2 separate regions of the Bombyx mori genome follow, and region 1 is linked to region 2. Evidence: chromatin contacts called from public Hi-C data. All regions are on one chromosome and are shown on one strand. The core of a region is the stretch at or near the end of the contact, and the rest is flanking DNA. Distances in the headings are between cores, read along the strand shown.

Region 1 (3,797 bases), core at 981-3,480, 70 kb after region 2:
ACACAAATTTCCAAATATATAAAAATTATTAAAACATTTGAGATGAATGAATACATTATAGGAACAATCAAAGAAAGGATCCACTTGGCTATAATGTAGAAAACATACTGAAAAGTCTCAAGACTTATCAAATAAAAAAATTAAAAACGAAAGGCTTCTACTGCATATTTGCATGTTTGGGTGTTTTCTTTTCACAAGAAAAAATTGATAGCATAAGTTAATGCAAAAGCAAAATGTACCAAAGTACTTTTTTTTTTAAACATCAGAATCATCAACCCTGAATCATCTATTTGGCTGTTTGGTGGTGTATGACAGAACCATTAATACCCTAAAAATCTTATAATAACTTGCTTTAATTTTGACGAAACAAAACCATATTTTAGTTTGACGTTATTGCCAAATTCACTTCTAATCGACCGAAGAAGACATGGATGAAGTGTGTGAATGACGATATGAGGGAGAGAGAGAGAGGAATTAGTGTTGAGATGAAGGCTGATAGAATAGAATGCAAGAGAAAAATTAGTTGCACCAGCCCTAGTAGTAGTAGTGGAATAAGGTGAAGAAAAAGAAGAAGACTTCTAATTGCATCACCTATATAACTCTTTTTTCTACACTATAATACAATTTCCTTAGCTCGACCAATCTGTATAATAGAATCTTGCACCTTACGTTTCTTTTACACATATCAAGGATCCAATAATTTTATTCATTATTGTCTTATTAACAAATACCATCAGAAAGAAGAAATATTTTTGTGACTACTTCATCAGAATTTATTTCAAATTGATACATTAATATTTCAGAGATATATCTTATGTGTGATGATTATACGTGGCAATATCTTACAATCCCTTGTCAATTCTCTTCATGTTCTCTTTCATACCAAAAAAGTCATAAACTGCAAATAAATGTCCACCAATAACAAAAAGGATAAATGCTTCTTGATGCTTGGCAACTACCCATTCATCACACTAAAATTTTTGTGAACAAGTTGACAATATTATTTGATTTTAGACTATATACAAAACATGTTTATGATCATTTAAATGAAACATCACTCACTTTGTAACTTTGTTAGGGTTTTGAGAAATGTTTTCACTGCAATTAATCCAATACATTATAATATATTGTGTGCATATTTAATGCGAAAATCCAAAAATATATTTTCACATTAAATGTGCCCTTAATGAGAAAATTGTTAAGAGAAATTTTTTAGATAGTTAATAGTAATTTATGTACTGTTTTATTCCTCAATTAAAAGATATTAGGTGTTTAGGAATCAGAGATTTAATGAAGTTCAATGATTTAAGCTAATATTTGTTTTATTTACAATTATAAGAATACATAAAGTATGCCAAATTCAAAAATAATTACTATGAGATTTCTATTGATATACCAGTTTACTTCTTGTGCCGTGAAATTAATGTGTGTTTATATATTAATAACCCCAATAAGTGCTTAGTAATATATATATTGCTGATATTGCACAATTGGTGTGGAGTGATAAAGCATGAATATTTACAACATACATTATTTAACAGGTGATAATTATAATTGTTGCTAGATTTTAAAAAAAATGTAGTACATGGTCCCTTAATTATTTGTTTTGTTCAATTTCTTTTTTAAATTTAGAAAATTGAATAAATTATAAATTTACTTTTTTTTTCGTAATAGATGTAGTAAGTAAATCAAAAGTTAATGAGGCGCGTGTCTTGCTATAAGTCGTATGTATGTAAGCTGTGTTTGGAAGTAAACATTAGGGTCAGGCGAAATAAAACTGAAAAAATGGAAACCATGTTCAATACTCATAAAACGTCTAAAGAAAATTTCTGACGAAACTGAATTACAAAATCAACAAGTAATAAAAATAATCCAATCATTCAACTTACAGTTCAATGGTTTCATACGAAACTAGAGTCCGACGAATTCACGAACACCTACACATTAAACTGTTACACTATTCATAAAACCACAACGTATTAAATTTTTTAACTCTTACTGTATATAATAAAACACGGGAAGAATTAATTCCTGTTGGAACACAATAATGGAACACGTATGCCGTCGAGTGATATCAACGGTGGCGAGACTTTCAATCGGCCATTGCTCGCCGCTCCCGTCTAGGTAGTTAAAAGACAACTGACATGTTGAGTAAATCGTGACGACGTGACAATGACAATTGACATTTATGATCACAGATTATTTGAAGAAACAATACATAGAACAAGGTATGTCAGCTGTTCTTTAGTGCTAGTACTTATACCATCTGCCTTAGTATTTAATAAAATAAGAGTAAAATTAATACAAAAAAAATTGTCTCCCGAAGTTTAAGATACACATTTACAAATACTCCAAAATTATGTATTCAAAATTTTTATTGTAGTCATGTACAAAAGTTAGCAATGCCTACCTCCGAGTCATCATCATCGTCATAATGAATACCTCCGAGTATTCTTGTGAAACCACGTTTGAACAAAAAAATGAAAAAGTTTAGTTTTGAACGCCTTAGGATTTTTGAAGTGAAACTTCCTTATCGGCGTTGGAAAAAAATTTACCGTCACATTTTTCGGTTACGCGTCACTTTTTTCCGTTACGCGCCATCTGTTTTGTATTCATGTCTATGATAATAAAATCCTTTTGTTTAAACTTTATCTAATTTAACTTTTTTGTATTCATGTCTATGATAATAAAATCCTTTTGTTTAAACTTTATCTAATTTAACTTTATTTAACCAATTTCTAGAAAGTTGCATGTAGATCATTTTTCGAAAAATAAGGCCATAAACAAGTTTCACTTCTTACGTGTGTACACTAGTACACGCACACATTTTTTTGTTTAGTGCTGGCATTGTCAGTATTCCACCAAAATCACTTGGTTTCCGGCTATCAACAGCTCCCTCTGGCATGAACGTTACAATAACAGCTTAAATAGAAAAAAAATCGTCAAACATACAACTAATTAGGCAATCTCTATTTTCAGACGAATCATAAAAAAACTCCATAATAGAATAAAATTAAAACAAAAAAGTATTTGCGTGAATGGTGATCGCGCACCGAGTGACAGCTTTTTTATGACTCCCAGAAGGTGATCCGACAATATACTAACACCGGTCACTCACATGCTCACGAATACGCAAACCCGCAAGTGTGGGACGACATTTGCGAATGATTATGCAAAGTTTTCGCTGCATTCGTGGTTTTCCAAGCTGTGTCGGTTTTTTAACAGACATCAAAGCGCGCGAACCTCGAACCTTCGCGTAGTCTCCCACACATTCGCTTGCCCAGTTGCGCCGACGATTGCGAAGGTAACGGACGTATACTATACGCCATTTTCATAGTTCGGGACGTCTACTGTGTAGCGTATCTTCATCAAAAGAAATCCCATAAAAACAGCATGGCTGTTAATGATGTCTGGGAAAGAATTAAAAACTCTTTTTCTCTTCAATGTTCTATTGACGAATTAAAAAGGAGGAGAAATTCGTGAGACATTCGTAAACAAGTGTAGAAGGAAGCGCAAACGGGTTCGCAAATTGAGTATGCGAACCCATTTGCACAGCCGCGCCGCTAGGTTTGCGAATAAATGTTTGACGGCCCTTCACATGCGCGCAAATATTCGTACATTGTACGAATGTCAGTGGCCGGCATAAAGGTCGCGGGAATCCAGTGGATGTTATCTGTAATGGACCCCTGTGTCCAGAAACCGACGTTTGTTGGTCTCATGATAAAGAAGATATTGCTAATAAATAGTAATGCAGTGTAATTTAAAAAATGATGTATATTTAACAGAACGTGTATTCA
Region 2 (3,898 bases), core at 24-2,523:
AAGGCGCTTTCATTCACTTATTACAGTGTGTACAAGTTTTAACTAAATTTTTCTAGCGACTACACTCGTTAATTTAAAAAAAAAACTATCCCTCGGTTATGATACTCTTTTCCGGGTAAAAGACGCCCTATGTTTTATTTTGTACTTCTGATAATGTGTACGCAAAATATCATGACGATCGGTTGAGTGGTTAAGACGTGAACAAATAAACAAACACTATCGCTTTTATATTTACATATTTTTTTCATCCACCCATCTAAACAATAAAAAAAGCAACCATTATGGACTAATAATATATTATCGGAGATAAAAGCCATTAGATCTTTTTACACGCTTTTGTTAGCATGTTACGCATGTTTGCTTTTATGTAACGGAATGGACTTCAAGACCTCCGATCAACCTGGAAATTTGCATACGCCTCAACGACCGATGGCGACAAAATAATTTTATAACTTCGCTCTAATCCAGAATCAATAAGATAAAAAAATTACTTCGGTTTGCTACATAACTAAGCGTGTTCTTTTTAATTTTTAAACTACACATTTTACGAAAGTAAGTTCTAGATTTCTATAACAAGTAATTTATGTCGATGATTGAATCCATTGACATTGTTATCAGCCCATCTGCGTAACCCAATTAATATATTATGTACGAGGAAGACATGTCGTGAGATGTTCTCGAAAGTTTATCGATCTAATATGTTTGTTTGTATTTTGTATTTACAGGTGGATATGAAATCCAATCTACTGCAATACAAAGTCACTGCAGCCTACATGGATCACTTGGGTGGACTTCAAGAGTTGTGTCAACAGAACAATCAACCCCAACAAAGTGTTCGTGCTCTGACACGGGCAAAACCGTCCGGCACGAGATCTCTAATTCGATCCTGGGATACCTATGTAAAATTTTCCAAGTTGTCTTATACCAAATCCACCAGTATACAATCTGGTAACGGCAAAGGAATAATAGAATCTTTGTGTAGTTAAATCACAGGTACCTACCGACGAATTAGTTTAGGTCCTTTAATTTTTTTGCCTTCACTATATGGTGAGGTGACCACTATATATACAACCACGACCCGCCTGGTTTTAAATAGCTTCCGTATGTCCACGACAACGTAATCGTGCTACCCAACTTGAAACGAGAAATCTCCGTCGTACTTACTGTTTATCGGCTATTTCACCATTCAAACCGAAGCATGATACAGGCAGGATGGTCGTGACAGTAACTAAGGTTTGGATTGAGTACTGTGTAAATAGCGCAAGACTTGCTGCCTATACCACGGTTAAGCTTATTTCAGCTACGATACACTCAGACTTGAAGCATAGGATGGCGAGTCGCAACTGAGACTGTTCTCAGGTCTCCTATTGGATAGCGTCATTCACATTACGGTATTATATACCGGCCGCCATACAAGACGCAAAACTCGTTTTTTATAGCGAAGAAAACAATATTTTTTTGTTAAGAATGTTCAAGAGAGTCCGACGCGGGCTAGTGAATTAATACCATATACACGAGCAGCCGAGTGAATCCGGTTTGCAAGTGCGACTGTACTATACTGTAGGTTGTGCTCCTGAATATCGGACCCTTAAACGCACTGACCGGACTACGTTTTGTGTCACTAAAACTATCGAAATAATCAGATAGCGGCTTAGTCATTGATGCGTTTGCGTGTCGACCCGGCGGTAGGCTGGTTGGTTCTGACCCAACAGGGTATCCCGGAACGCCAGCGTCACCGCCCGGGCGGCCTGATGGGTCGCGGTAACGCGGAGACCAGCGTTGTTGGTCGTCACCAATCGCTTCGGCGACCAGTCGGTGGGGCGTCCTCGGGGTGGCGCCGCGAGTCTGGTTGTAGTATTGACTGCGGGAAACCCCTTACTCTGCACGGGTTGTAAGCCTGGGCGGAGATCAGACGTCGGGTGAAAGAGTGTAAGGGGAGTAGTCTAGTGGATAGTGCCTTAAGCATCCTTGGGCCTGCGGTTTGTTCCCAACATCGGCAGACTATCAAGACCCACATACCCCGCGCGCCCCCTAAGCGCGAAATCCTCGCACGAGTTTCAGGCACCTGCCCGACCGAATAAATATCGGATGTCTTGAGGTTAGTTAAAGAAAAAGAAGAACGAAGAGAAGAGAATAGAAGAAAGAAGACAAGAAGGAAGAATGAAGAGAAGAAGAAGAATCCCACCCACCATCAGCTCAGACCTACATCAGCGCAATCCCGCAACTCATCACCCCTGCCTCAATAGGCAGGGAATCACCGTCCCGCGCCCTCGCAAAGAGACGCGACGACCCGATAGTAATTAGTTAAGATTTAACGGTAGGCAGCGACTTGGCTCTGCCCCTGGGATTGCTGAGGTCCATGAGCGACGGTATACACTCACCATTAGGTGGACCGAATGCTAGTCTGCCCACAAGGGCAATAAAAAGAACGCAAATGAATAAAAGCGCGTTCGTTCGTCGTTCATTGGCCGACAGAAATATATTGATTTTGTCGTTCCCTTAATAAAACGTTGTTAATATTATAGTACCTACTATCTCAACAGGCGGACAACGGTCGCGATGGACATTAAATGACGGAAGTGCGTGCCCGCGGACGGTTCCGGCACGTGACCTTACGATAAATTACTTCTGACCGACTTTTCTGAATTCATTTTTGTTGTTTCAATTTATTTTTATAATAGTCAATGATAACAAAATATTTATATATGTATATATTTATCGATATTTCACAATACGTCTGTCGTAAAATAATTAAATGGACACCGTTATCTACCTCTAATTTTGAATACATGCATGACAAATTTAGAAAATGATTATTCATGCGTAATTTTTATGTTTTCATAGAAACTATGATAGACATAGGTTCTACGTTGCATAATAATCCCACTGAGTTTCTCGCTGGATTGTTTAAGTAGGTCGCGATTGCGATCCGGTGGTAGATTTTGCGAAGTACTGCTTTTACTGGGGCTAGTGTTAGCAACGTCGTCAGGTTTGAGCCCCGTGAGCTCACCTACTTACTCGGTTATGCTGGCATACATGGCAAGGTTACCAACTTTAGTAGGAAAAAAAAGCACAATAAATCTGAACACTTTAACATGTGATAACTCTGTCACGGTAAGGTGATTTCTGATCATTAATTCTGATTACGCACTTACAACCTGTTCCCTTCTCCGCATCGCCTGTTCATTGGATTTTTGTTAGTTATTAAGTAGCGATAAATAGAGCGGAATGTCGTTACACCACAAATAGCTTACAGTTAAAATTCGTTTCGTAATTAATTAAAAACATACCTTTGCAAGATAAAAACTGTTGTTTTAGTCGTATTTAAATGCTCCACATTATATACTCTGTATACACAGAACACATCACGAATAATATTGCACGTGTTTAAAATTCTGACGACTCACATTTTATTGAGATCCGTGAAAACTTCGGAAAATGAAAATAGCCCAAACGACTATTTATTGGTAGTAGGACGTGTTGTGAGTCCGCACGGGTAGATACCACCACCCTGCCTATTTCTACCGTGAAGCAGTAATGCGTAAATTCTCCTTCTAGTTTGTGACACTGAGTCATCCTTACTCAAGGAAGTCAATCAACTACAGGGTGTCTGTTCGCATGGAATTTTGTAATTTCCCGTTGAGAAATTCTAATGAAAATTCAAGGAAATACGGAGACAGAATCTGTGGAAGCGCAAGTTTGACACGTTTTAGAAACGTCCTTGTTTCACTGTTTGCTTGTTATGTATTATCTCAATCAGGGCTTTATCTGCACTACCTTTTGTCTTCGATTTTAGGAACGATCACAATGCAACTTAAACTTTAACCTCTCTGTTTTATACCTACTGTTCAACTGGTAATGGAAATTCTACTATATTCAATGACGCTTGAGGATTTAT

Evidence for each region. Hi-C and Micro-C count contacts between places; a contact is called where the count stands out from the background.
Region 1: a contact with region 2 is called in a Hi-C map of whole pupa, with 2.4 times the contacts expected there. The contact joins the promoter of LOC101745243 here to the enhancer-like site in region 2. A contact is called at or near these places in 4 of 7 Hi-C or Micro-C datasets (midgut, an unstated tissue and whole pupa).

The regions. Positions count from the first base shown.
Region 1 is chr15:541,080-544,876 of ASM3026992v2, forward strand. It overlaps LOC101745243, which reads right to left and starts at 2,231. Exons shown (of 13, transcript XM_038015819.2): 1 at 1,890-2,231. It overlaps LOC101740103 (pseudouridylate synthase TRUB2, mitochondrial), which reads left to right and starts at 3,681. Exons shown (of 5, transcript XM_004928652.5): 1 at 3,681-3,797.
Region 2 is chr15:472,193-476,090 of ASM3026992v2, forward strand. The region is part of intron 2 of LOC101745243; the gene reads right to left. Among protein-coding and RNA genes, the nearest start is that of LOC101740236, 43 kb to the left of the region's middle. Within about 2 kb of position 1,274, at least 7 of the 8 cell types and tissues checked have open chromatin away from gene starts, as enhancers often do.